Linked DNA regions of Mus musculus: regions 2 and 3 are each linked to region 1. The links are chromatin contacts, called in public promoter capture Hi-C maps. All regions are on one chromosome and are shown on one strand. Each heading gives the region's core, a stretch centred on a gene start, on an enhancer-like site or on the middle of the called end of the contact. The rest is flanking DNA. Distances are from core to core; before and after follow the strand shown. Region 1 holds the start of Zfp235 (zinc finger protein 235). Region 2 holds the start of Mzf1 (myeloid zinc finger 1). Region 3 holds the start of Etfb (electron transferring flavoprotein, beta polypeptide).

Evidence for each region. Promoter capture Hi-C pulls out the DNA fragments that hold promoters and counts their contacts.
Region 2: a promoter capture Hi-C map of cranial neural crest shows a contact between it and region 1. The contact joins the promoter of Mzf1 here to the promoter of Zfp235 in region 1. A contact is called at or near these places in 2 of 39 promoter capture datasets (cranial neural crest and pre-B cells) and 1 of 484 Hi-C or Micro-C datasets (B cells).
Region 3: a contact with region 1 is called in a promoter capture Hi-C map of liver, with 2.9 times the contacts expected there. The contact joins the promoter of Etfb here to the promoter of Zfp235 in region 1. A contact is called at or near these places in 3 of 39 promoter capture datasets (cranial neural crest, frontonasal cranial neural crest and liver).

Annotation. Positions count from the first base shown.
Region 1 is chr7:24,130,859-24,134,114 of GRCm38.p6, reverse strand. Zfp235 (zinc finger protein 235) reads right to left here and starts at 1,743. Exons shown (of 5, transcript NM_019941.3): 1 at 892-1,743.
Region 2 is chr7:13,052,978-13,056,420 of GRCm38.p6, reverse strand. It overlaps Mzf1 (myeloid zinc finger 1), which reads left to right and starts at 1,657. Exons shown (of 6, transcript NM_145819.2): 1 at 1,657-1,940; 2 at 3,240-3,443. The coding sequence starts at 3,280.
Region 3 is chr7:43,442,674-43,446,242 of GRCm38.p6, reverse strand. Etfb (electron transferring flavoprotein, beta polypeptide) reads right to left here and starts at 2,171. Exons shown (of 6, transcript NM_026695.3): 1 at 2,039-2,171. The coding sequence starts at 2,095. It overlaps Cldnd2 (claudin domain containing 2), which reads right to left. Exons shown (of 5, transcript NM_028849.1): 4 at 3,273-3,392; 5 at 2,923-3,026. The coding sequence ends at 2,953.

The sequences.
Region 1 (3,256 bases), core at 494-2,993:
AGCTCTGTGCTTTTTCCGGGACTACATTCCCCAGACTACTAAAGCCTCCATATGTTCCAAGCTCTTTTAACTGGCATGTGAGCCTTAGAAATCGCTTTTTGGGAGCTCGCTCACCGGGGGTGCTTTTCGGTTTCTTTATTTTTGAAATGCCATGTAAGACATCTATGGATACTTTTTTATTTCTGTTCTGTTTTGTTTTGTTTTGTTTTTTCCCCGAGGCAGTTTCTCTGCGTAGCCCTGGATCTCCTGGAATTCTGTTTGTAGATCAGGCTGGCCTCAAACTGAGAGATCCCTTTGTCTCTCGCTCCCGGGTGCTGGGATAAGAGGTAAGCACCACCATGCCCAGCTGTGGGTCCTTTTTAAGAACACTGAAGTCTCATTTTATATTATATTATAAAAGCTAAAACTTCAACTGCTCAGCTATAGGAGCCTGATTCAGCAGCAGAGGCAGAGTCCCTGAATAGAATCCTCCAGTCACAGGCTGTGGGAGTGATGGTAGAGCACAGGGTGTCTGGGTCACTATTCTACTGCTATGAAGAGACACCATGATCAAAGCTTGTTTCAGAGGCTTAGTCCATTAACATGGCAGAAAGCATGGCTCCCTGCTATTTCCAATCATTCAAATACATAGATGTATGGGGGCCACTGTTAGTCAAACCATCACACTCTGCTACCTGTCTCGATAAGCCTTTGCCCATATCATAATGCCAAATGCGTTCAGCCCAACTTCAAAAGTCCCCACCATCTATTGCAATCCCAATATTTTTTAAAAATCTAAATGTCAAACTTTTATGATACTCATGACAATCTCTTCATTGTAATTCCCTGTAAAATCAAAATCAAAAAGCAGACCACATAATCCAATGTGTTATGGCATAAAATATACTTTACCATTTCTTAATGGGAAGGCAGTATAGTGAGGAAACACTGGACCATAGCAAGACTAAAAACCAAAGGTGGAGGCCAAACTCTGCATCTCCATGCTGATGTCAAAGCACTCTTCAGATGCTTTACTCTTTCGGCTATGTTGGCTGTAACACACTTGTCTCTCTCAGGCTGGTTTCACCTCAGTCTGCAGCTCTCTGCAGCTGGGATCCCATAGTTCTGGCATCTTCAACATCTTGTGGTCTCCGACATAATCCAGGTTCACAGCTTCACTCAATGCCCTCTCTTGGCCACTATGCAGGAACTCTCCTATACTACAACTGCCTTCAGGGCATTTCCTTCATTACTAAGGGAGGCTCAAGAACCCTTTTCTTGTATCCTTGACTCTAAAGCCAGAACCAAGTGTTTCTTGTATCCTTGACTCTAAAGCCAGAACCAAGTGGCCAAAGCTGGCATGTTCTGCTGCTCGATGGTCTGGACCTTGGCCCCATCCGATTCTATGTCCACTATCTTTCTGGAACTGATGGCCTTCCTCGTGCTGAAGCTGGAACTGATGGCCTCCCTCATGCTGAAGCTGTACTGATGGCCTCCCTCATGCTGAAGCTGGAACTGATGGCCTCCCTCATGCTGAAGCTGGAACTGATGGCCTCCCTCATGCTGAAGCTTTTCCTCTTCCTTCTCACAGGCTGGAGGCTTCGCTGGGTGGGGTGTTGCCCTGAGGTCAGCACTCCCTTTATAGCATTCAGAATCAGGCTTTTCCTTAAGCCTTCACGGTGCTTCTTTTCTCCTCACACTCCACACTGCATAGTTCTTTCTGTCTGGCTTGCTCCTCCTCATGCTGGATCTCCATGAGAGCGACTGCTAATAACCACAAGACACAGTCAACACAAGGCTGTCTGGAAATCTCCCCTGCTTATGCCAGTAATACAAAACTCATCAACTTAGCTTCAGGCAGATTTTTAGGATGAGGACAAAAATCACCCACTTTTTTTCCTCAGTATATGACTAGAATGGTTTAGGCCATGTACTGTTTGCCTCTGAAACTTCTTGAGCTGCCCCCCACCCCCAGCTCAAATTGCCCTTGTCTTGCATTCTCCTCCTAGGATGACCCACTAAGCTCTACTAATCAAAAAGCACTTAATAATTTTGTAGTGGAAAGTCCTAAAGTCTTCCATATTCCTTCAACAAACAGCATGGTCAGGCTTGTCACAGCAATACTCCAGTCCCTGGTACCAACTCCTGTCTTGGTCACTGTTCTATTGCTTTGAAGAGATACCACAAGTCCAAGCAACTCTTACCAAAGGAAGCATTTAACTGGGGGCTGGCTTACACTTTCAGAGGTTTAGTCCTTTATCAGAGCAGGAACATGGCAGCAGGCAGGCATGATGCTGAAGAAGTAGCTGAGACTTAGATCCTGATCCATATGCAGAGAGGCAGAGAAAGAGAAATGGACTCACATGTGCTTTTAAAATCTTGATGCTCATACCCAGTGATAGACTTTTTCCAAGAAGGCCACGCCTGCTCACCTTTTAAATCCTTTCAAGGAGTTCCACTCCCTGAAGACTAAGCATTCAAATATATGAGCTATGGGGGCATTCTCAGTCAAACCACAACCTGCCTAGAATCCCCCAGTGAAGGGCTGGGAGCCTGGCTCAGTGGTAGTACTGACACCTGACGTATGTGACTCCTGTATTTGTGCCATAATTACTCTTCTTCTTCCAAACATGCACACACACACACACACACACACACACACACACACACACACACACACTAATTGGAAGCAAAGGGTAAGTAAAACTGGAAAAGCTGTTTTCTTGAGTGCACCAGAAGCTAGGTTTGAGAAACACTGGATTTAACTCATAGCCAATGCTGTGTCCTTGGATATTCACCACCCATACAACCTACAGATACAACAAAAAAAGAAAACCATTTATTGATTCTCACAATAAAAGCAAAGTGCCATATTGAAGCCGGCAAGAAGACTCCATACCAGCTAGCCTGACCTCTTAGTGTGGCAGAAACAAGAGACCCTGCCCGTGGCCTGCAAATGCCTTGGCAGGTACAGGCCCGGGGACCTGAGTTCAATCCTTGAAACACACACAGTGGAAGGAGAGAGCTGACTTTCTGTAATTTACATCTGCCTCTACCACAGGTGCTGCAGCACACTGGTGTACACACACACACACTCACACACACACACACACACACACACACACACAGAGGCATGCAAACACAAATTAATAAATAAATACATAAATAAAGTAAATGACATATTACAGGAAGACGGCTTACTTTGTCTCAGCGAGTTGACAATCCACTTCTGAGCCAACCATGCTGCAGCCACATGTCAGCTTCTTGCTTGGAGGAC
Region 2 (3,443 bases), core at 408-2,907, about 11 Mb after region 1:
CGCCATAGCACACACCTTTAATCCAAGAGCTTTCTGCTTGAGTATTGTAAACAGGATTAAATAAAGTCAACCATAGGTCAAGAAGCAGAACAAGAAGCCAGTTGACAGAGACTGAACATAGACATATTAAGAAACACACACATACACACGCACATGCACACGCACATGCACACGCACGTGCGAGAGAGAGAGAGAGAGAGAGAGAGAGAGAGAGAGAGAGAGAGAGAGAAAGGGAACCCAGAGGACAGATAGACATTCAGAAAGTAGAAGTGGGGGAGGACATTCAATGTGAAGGTTTCTTGGGACAGAGAGAGAGATTTGCGGTGGAACTTCAGCTGAGAAAGAAGGTCACCTGGGTGCTTTTTCTACCTCTCTGAGCTAGGTTTTCACCCCAGCATCTGGCTTCCACTACCTCAAGGAAAACAGAAAGGTAGCAAAAGGTAGTTTCAGGAAGATGCAACAAATGAATCTAAATGAATCTGAAATAAAACAAAAGGTTAGGTGTAGGGATAAAGAGATATTTAGCTACCTTCCAGGTGATGGCTGGGCAGAACTCATTTGCAACCTGTCAGCTTCTTTTTTTGTTTGTTTGTTTGTTTTGTTTTGTTTTGTTTTCCAAGACAGGATTTCTCTGTATAGCCCTGGCTGTCCTGGAACTCACTCTGTAGACCAGGCTGGCCTCGAACTCAGAAATCCGCCTTCCTCTGCCTCTCAAGTGCTGGGATTAAAGGTGTGCGCCACCACGCCCGGCTACCTGTCAGCTTCTTGTAAGTCAATTTCTACCAGAATAGTGTTACGACTTCAATCACAGATTTAAAAAATGGGGGAGGAGAGGTAATGTTTAAGTAGTCAGGTGTCGCAATATTGTTTGGTAAATGATGCTAGGAAACTAGAGGACTGGTCCCCGTCCTCTTTCTGGTGTGTTGTCATTTTTTGTGTGAGTTTTCTCTGAAAATGTTTCCCCCACACGCACATCTAATTTTTTGTTGCCATCCCTCAGTCTTTGAAACCTATCAGTCCGTTTTACCGTATCTCTATTAACATCTTTACTATATCTCTAATTTCTCCCCACTTACCTTTGTACTCTGGGTTGGCCCCTAGAGTTTCGATGTCTCACTTTCCTAATCCCAATCCCTTTCTGCTTCTCTCTTCTTCCTAAATTTTCTGACATGACTCAGGTTCTAACTCTGATTCTAATGACTAACCCTCCCCCCTTTTCATTCATACCTATGTGTGTTCACTTATATTCAGTCTCTCCTAGCATCCAGTCTCCCCCTCACAATTTTCCCACCCCTCTCATCCTCTCCCCCGACTCTGTATGGGGCTATCTCTGCCTTCCTGTATAGACATCTCGTTGGGTATTTGTGTCCCTGTCCCTTCCCCTTGGCTTCGCCACAGATCCTGACCTTTCTTAAACCAAGTAGTGCGGTCGTTACCTAGGATACCACCAGGTTTGGTCCCTTAGTTACCATGGAGTCCCGCTCACTCCTACCCACCGCGCAGAAATACAAAAGAGATCCGGTGGTGCTGCGTTTGCGCACCCACACAGCACCCTCCAAACTACGACTCCCAGAAAGCATTTTGCTAAGCCTTTCTTTCAGTGGTTCCGCAGGTAGCCCAGCGGACGCTCTTTTTCGAACCCGTCGTTGCCATGGAGACGGGGAGACGGCGTCCTAGTGAGAGCGGTGATTGGTGCAGAACCCTGCAAATCCCTGGAAGGCCGGTAGAGAACTGACATTTAAAAAAAAAAAAAAAAAAAAAAAGTGGTGGGGGCATGCGCAGTCTGGAAGGTGGTGCTTGAATCCGTTGCCCCCCGAGAGGATTGTGCACGTCGTCGGGGCCCTGACGCCTGAATTCGTGGCCGGGAGTGTGGGAAGAGACGTCCAGGAGTGCGAGCTGATTATTGCAACCAGCGCAATCCCCTAGGGACGGGAAGAAGGGTAGAAACGGAGGCTGGGGTGGGGGAAGGGCAGAAGGGCTTGGAGCTGCGCGCAAAGCAGTCTGGGATATGTAGTTTGATATGGAGCAAGCGAACGAGAGTGCGCATGTTCACGAGGGCACAGCCTCCCTCGGAGCATTGAAGGAAGGCTGGGAGTCCCTTCACCTCAAGGCCTAGGGAGGAGTCTGGGTAGAGTGGACTCTGGGATTCCAGCTGTCTAGCTAGACCCGGAGCGCCGGTAGGGGGTCCAGGAACTCCCAGCAAACCGGCCCTGTGCTGACGCGCTACCGCGCTGATCGCCACAGGTGCCACGGCGACCGGACACATTGGCACCCTAAAGCGAGGATGCTCACTTAGACTTCTGGGAAATGTATTTCCGGAACCTCTTCTTGCTTTATGGCTGTTCCAAGTTTCTCTCAGGGTTTCGAGTTGACTTAGCACCCTAAAGAGCAGAGGTGTAACCCACAGAAATCAAGCTGCCTCTAAGCTGATGCCACTGCAATAGTAAATTTAGATTTTCACAAAGTCCCAGTTGCAGAAAGTATCATGGGAGAAGTCAGTCCTTTTTACAAGTGAGGAAACTATAGCTGACATAGGCACAGCAAAAGTAGTACCCTTGCAGACTGTTGGTCTAATGAGTTGAGAGCCTTTAAGGGTACCCAGAAGTCCCAGTCACCTCCCAACCAACTAAACTAGAGAGCTGAAGACTTGTATCGCTGTTGGATGTGATGAGTTGGCTTCTGGTATTGGAGATATATGGAAACCTGTTGGCCTGAGAGAAGCTGAGATGGGGGATTGGGTGGAGTAGGGCTGTCCCCTTGATACCACATTGGGAAAGGAATGTTGGGGCCTGAGAGAGAGGCCAAGTCCAAGACTGGGTAGAAAACATTAAGGGACTTGTTTGTTCCACCGCAAAAGGCTGTCCACAGGGACTCTTATTGGGAGTCCAGGAGGAGGCAGCAGTGGTACTGATGTCTGGGTGCAAGTAGAGATGCAGCTATAGAAAAGAATAGGATGTAGGGAAGAGAAATGTTTCTAAGCTTAAGCAACAGCCTGTATTTAGAACAGAGTAAGCTACCAGACACTATATAGGCCCGGCGGAAATGAGGTCTACAAAGCACATGGCTCATATAGAGTTCCCACGGATCTCTGGGGTGTGGCTGGCCTGTCAGTGCCTGTTCCCTCGGGTGTCCTCTTCATGGCGAAGGTCTCGGATGAAAGGACACAGCATGGCACTCAGTCAGCATTCGCTGCCCCTGGCTGTCCTTATTACACATGCCTTGTACTATTCCTTCCCTAGGGACAGACACTGGCCTCAAAGACCGGATCTGGTACTCCTGATGAGACCCACTGTGCTGGGCTCCTCGGGCTGTGCACCCCCAGAAAATGAGCCTGCTCTGGTGAAGCTGGAGGACTCTGACAGCGACGATGAGAGAGAAGATATATTGTGGGACCCAGGCCTTGAGGCTGCACGTCTACGCTTCCGGTGCTTCCGGTATGAGGA
Region 3 (3,569 bases), core at 922-3,421, about 19 Mb before region 1:
GTTCATTCAAGGTGGTGAGGGTACTGGGTACGGGGTTGCAGGCCCAGCATCAAAGCCAGTTGAGAGGTTGAGGATGTAGAGTCTGAGGCCAGCCTGGGCAATTAAACGCCTCAGAATAAGATGTAGAGACCCAGGAGTGATAGTAGACAGCTGTAATCCCATCACTCAGGATGTAGAGGCAGGAGGATCAGGAGTTCAAGGCTATCCTCGACCTCTTAGTGAGTTCCAGGCCAACCTGGACTAAATAAGACTGTCTCTAGGGGCTGGGGAGATAGTTCAGTAGTTAAGAACACTTGGTGCTCTTTTAAAGGACCCAGGTTCAGTTCCTGACACACCCATCAGGCAGCTCACGATTACCTATAACTGGCTTCAGGGTTTGCTAATGCTCTACTCCAGCTTGCAGGGGCACCTATACTTCTTCTATGTGCATATCCACACACATAGGCCTAATTAGAGGAGACTGGAGAGATGGCTCAGTGGGTAAGAGCACTTCCAGGGGACCTATGCTATGGACATCGTAGCTCACAACTGTCTGTAAACACTAGCCCCAGGGTATTGGACACCTTCACGCATGCATGCATGCAAGCAAAACATCCATGCACATAAAATAAAAATAAATAATAAATCATTTTAGAAATTTAAATTATAATAAAAATACCTTGTCAATAATAATAATAATTTTAAAAATAAAATGGAAAAAGACTGGAGCTATAGCTCAGTGGTGCTGGTCTGGCCTAGCACTTGGAAGGTCATGGGCTTAATTCCCATCAACACACACACACCCAAATAAATAAATAAATAAACAAACAAATTAATGGTGGTTGAGTTGCCCACAAACCCACATGTATCTCAATAAACCTGGAAGCACCATCTCTGTCACAGGCTGTTAGAAGCCACCTCAAGCCAACCCGTTTTCTCTCTAGCAAACAGGCAGAGAGTCAGACTTGCCCAGACTCCTGATTCTTGCTGCTTACCCAGCTTGGGGGCAGGGGGCAGGCATCTGGCAAGTAACAGGGCCTCCACGGGCCTGGGTTTCCTCAACCACCCTGTTCGATTGAGAGTACAGAAGCTGTACAAAGGGATCAATCTCTGTACAGGAATTATATCTGCTGGTGCTTTGTGCCGACTTCCATGTGTGCTGTCTGGGTCATGGACATTAAGTCTGAGTCTGTCTCCTGAATCCTTCTTGTCTCATTCCTCAACTGCGGTACGTAGATGGTGGTATTAAATGATATAGCCCGTTTTTACCTATCTCAGAGGGTCTCTTGGGTGCATCTTCCTTATGCTAGGAAATTTGAAGGACACAAAGGGGGATCACAGGACAATGGGGACAGACAAACATGAATTGCCACCATCTTTTTTTCAGTACAGATTAGGCTAAGCATTGAGAGACTGGCCTGGGAACCCAGTCTGATTCAATGCTGGCTACAGCAGCTTCTCTCTGAGGAGAACCCAGGGCCTCAGGGGTGCTGCCCTCAGACTGCTCACGGACACTCCAAAGTCTTAGTTAAGCTGGCTCCTTTGAACTTGCTTCTCCAGCAAGCACAGGTCTCCTTCCCTTCCTAAATAAAAAACTGTCGACAAGCATCCCATGGCTATATGGGTGAGGCGCTTTCTGAGTCCCATGGAACCAGATGGCTCTCCATGTGGCTGTACATTTAGAGCAGACAGTGCAGCCTGCAAGGTAATGAGTGATGAAACCGCAGGCCCCACATAGAATTCTCTATTCTGATTCTCTCTTGCTAAGTGCCAGTTTTGTGCCTCAGTTTCTCCACGTGTTAAATAGGGACCATGACTCCTCCAGCCCACAGTTATCAAGGGACTGAGAGAGAGGGGAAAAGGGTCGTCACCTCAGAAGGATCTGATTGTCAAAATCTCACAGCCCTTGATTTTTGCTCCAAGTATGACTGACGTCGGGTCAAAGGGCAATAGAAATTGACTTTTGAAAGGTTCTCTTATGTGGGGCACGCTCCTGCTCTTGGACGTTCATAGCTGCGGTCTCAGGGTGCTGGGACCTAGTCGGGGTGGGGAAAGTCACCTTCACAGCGAAGTCGATGACCCTCTTGACAGCCACGAGCGCGCGCAGCTCCGCCATCTTCCTGCAGCAGTCACTGGCCGGGTCAGGTTGCTCCTAATCCAGATAGTCACACACTCCGCCCCGTATCTGTCTCTGCGCCTGCGCGCCGCAACACCGACCAATCAACCGTCGCACAACTCAGAAAAAGCCAATAGGAAGCGGAATTCAGGGAGAGGCGGGGTCCACGGCGGACCGCTGGGTGGAGGGGGCGTTGCACAGAAGTAGGGGAAAGGGCATTCCTAGGAGTGAAGTTTGCTGAGGGCTTATTTATCCTAATGCTCTCCTCGTAACTCCTGTTGTCCCCAGATCTGCAATTCACTTCTAGATCCCTCCTTTCTCAGCACTCCAAGCCCCCATGTCTGTGTTCCCACGCGCACCCTGTGCCTTTTTTCCTACGCCCCCAAGGCCTTCCTTCACTTGCTTGCCGCCGCATTCTTTCTGCAGATTCCCTCCTTATCCTTGCGTCTACACTTTACTTCCTTGTGATTTTCCCGTGTCCGCTCATCCCCACCTCCTCCCGCGACTGCGTGCTTTATGACTCTCCCGAGTCCCATATTCTCTCCCCGTGCATTCCCCGGGTGCGCTCGTCCCCGCCCCTTCTTCTACGCCTACATCCGCTAGGACTACCCGGTGTCAGCTTGTCCCTACACCCTCTCCCTGCTTCCGCATCTGCAAATCCCCAGGGTACACACCTCGTTACAGGGTTCAAGTCTCCGTTCCTACCCTCCCACATTCCTTCTGACCTCCTTAACTCTCTACAAGCCACTTTATCCGTGTCTCTGTAGTCTCCAAGCTTCTGTCTCTACGTTCCGCAGAAAAGCACGCAGGGGCGAGGCTAAAAGCCATTCCTTTATTCTGCCCCAGGCAGGCCGCATTCATAGGCATACCGGGAATCCGCTGATGGCTTCGGTGCTCTGCAAGATCATGTCGGCAAGCAGAAAGCAGAAGCCTGGCAGGAAGGGAGTACAGAGCCCGGGGAAGGAAGGTGGGCTATGGGGCGGATGATCTGGCCTGCCTGGGAGCTAGGGATGGGGGTTCCAAGGGCGTTTCCATCGGGTGTCTTGGAGTGCAGGGGCGGGGAAGTCACTGGAAGTTATTGTGGACTTTGCTAGGAAGAATAGGTGACTGGGAAGTTTCTGGGGAGGGGAGTCCTCTAGAGGGGTAGTCTCCACCCTCTTCCCCTCGTGCTGGTTACCCGCAATAAACAAGAAGGGTAAAGCCAACCATCCGAAAAAGTAGGACCAGGAGAAGAAGACTTCTGGCTTCCAGGCATTCTTTGAAGTGTATACGGCCAAGGCAATCAGCAGCAGCAACCCTGGGCCACGCCCACCCGTCAGGTGAGCGTGGCCAGGTAGAAGCTGCACCCAAGCCCACCCCTCAGAACTGCCCTTGTCTCTGACTTATCAAACCACGCCCAGCTTCCCTTTGGCTTCACCTTCGTGGGCTTCTTGCTCCTCCTCTTTTCTTTTTTTATTAAAAATAGATTCTTCCT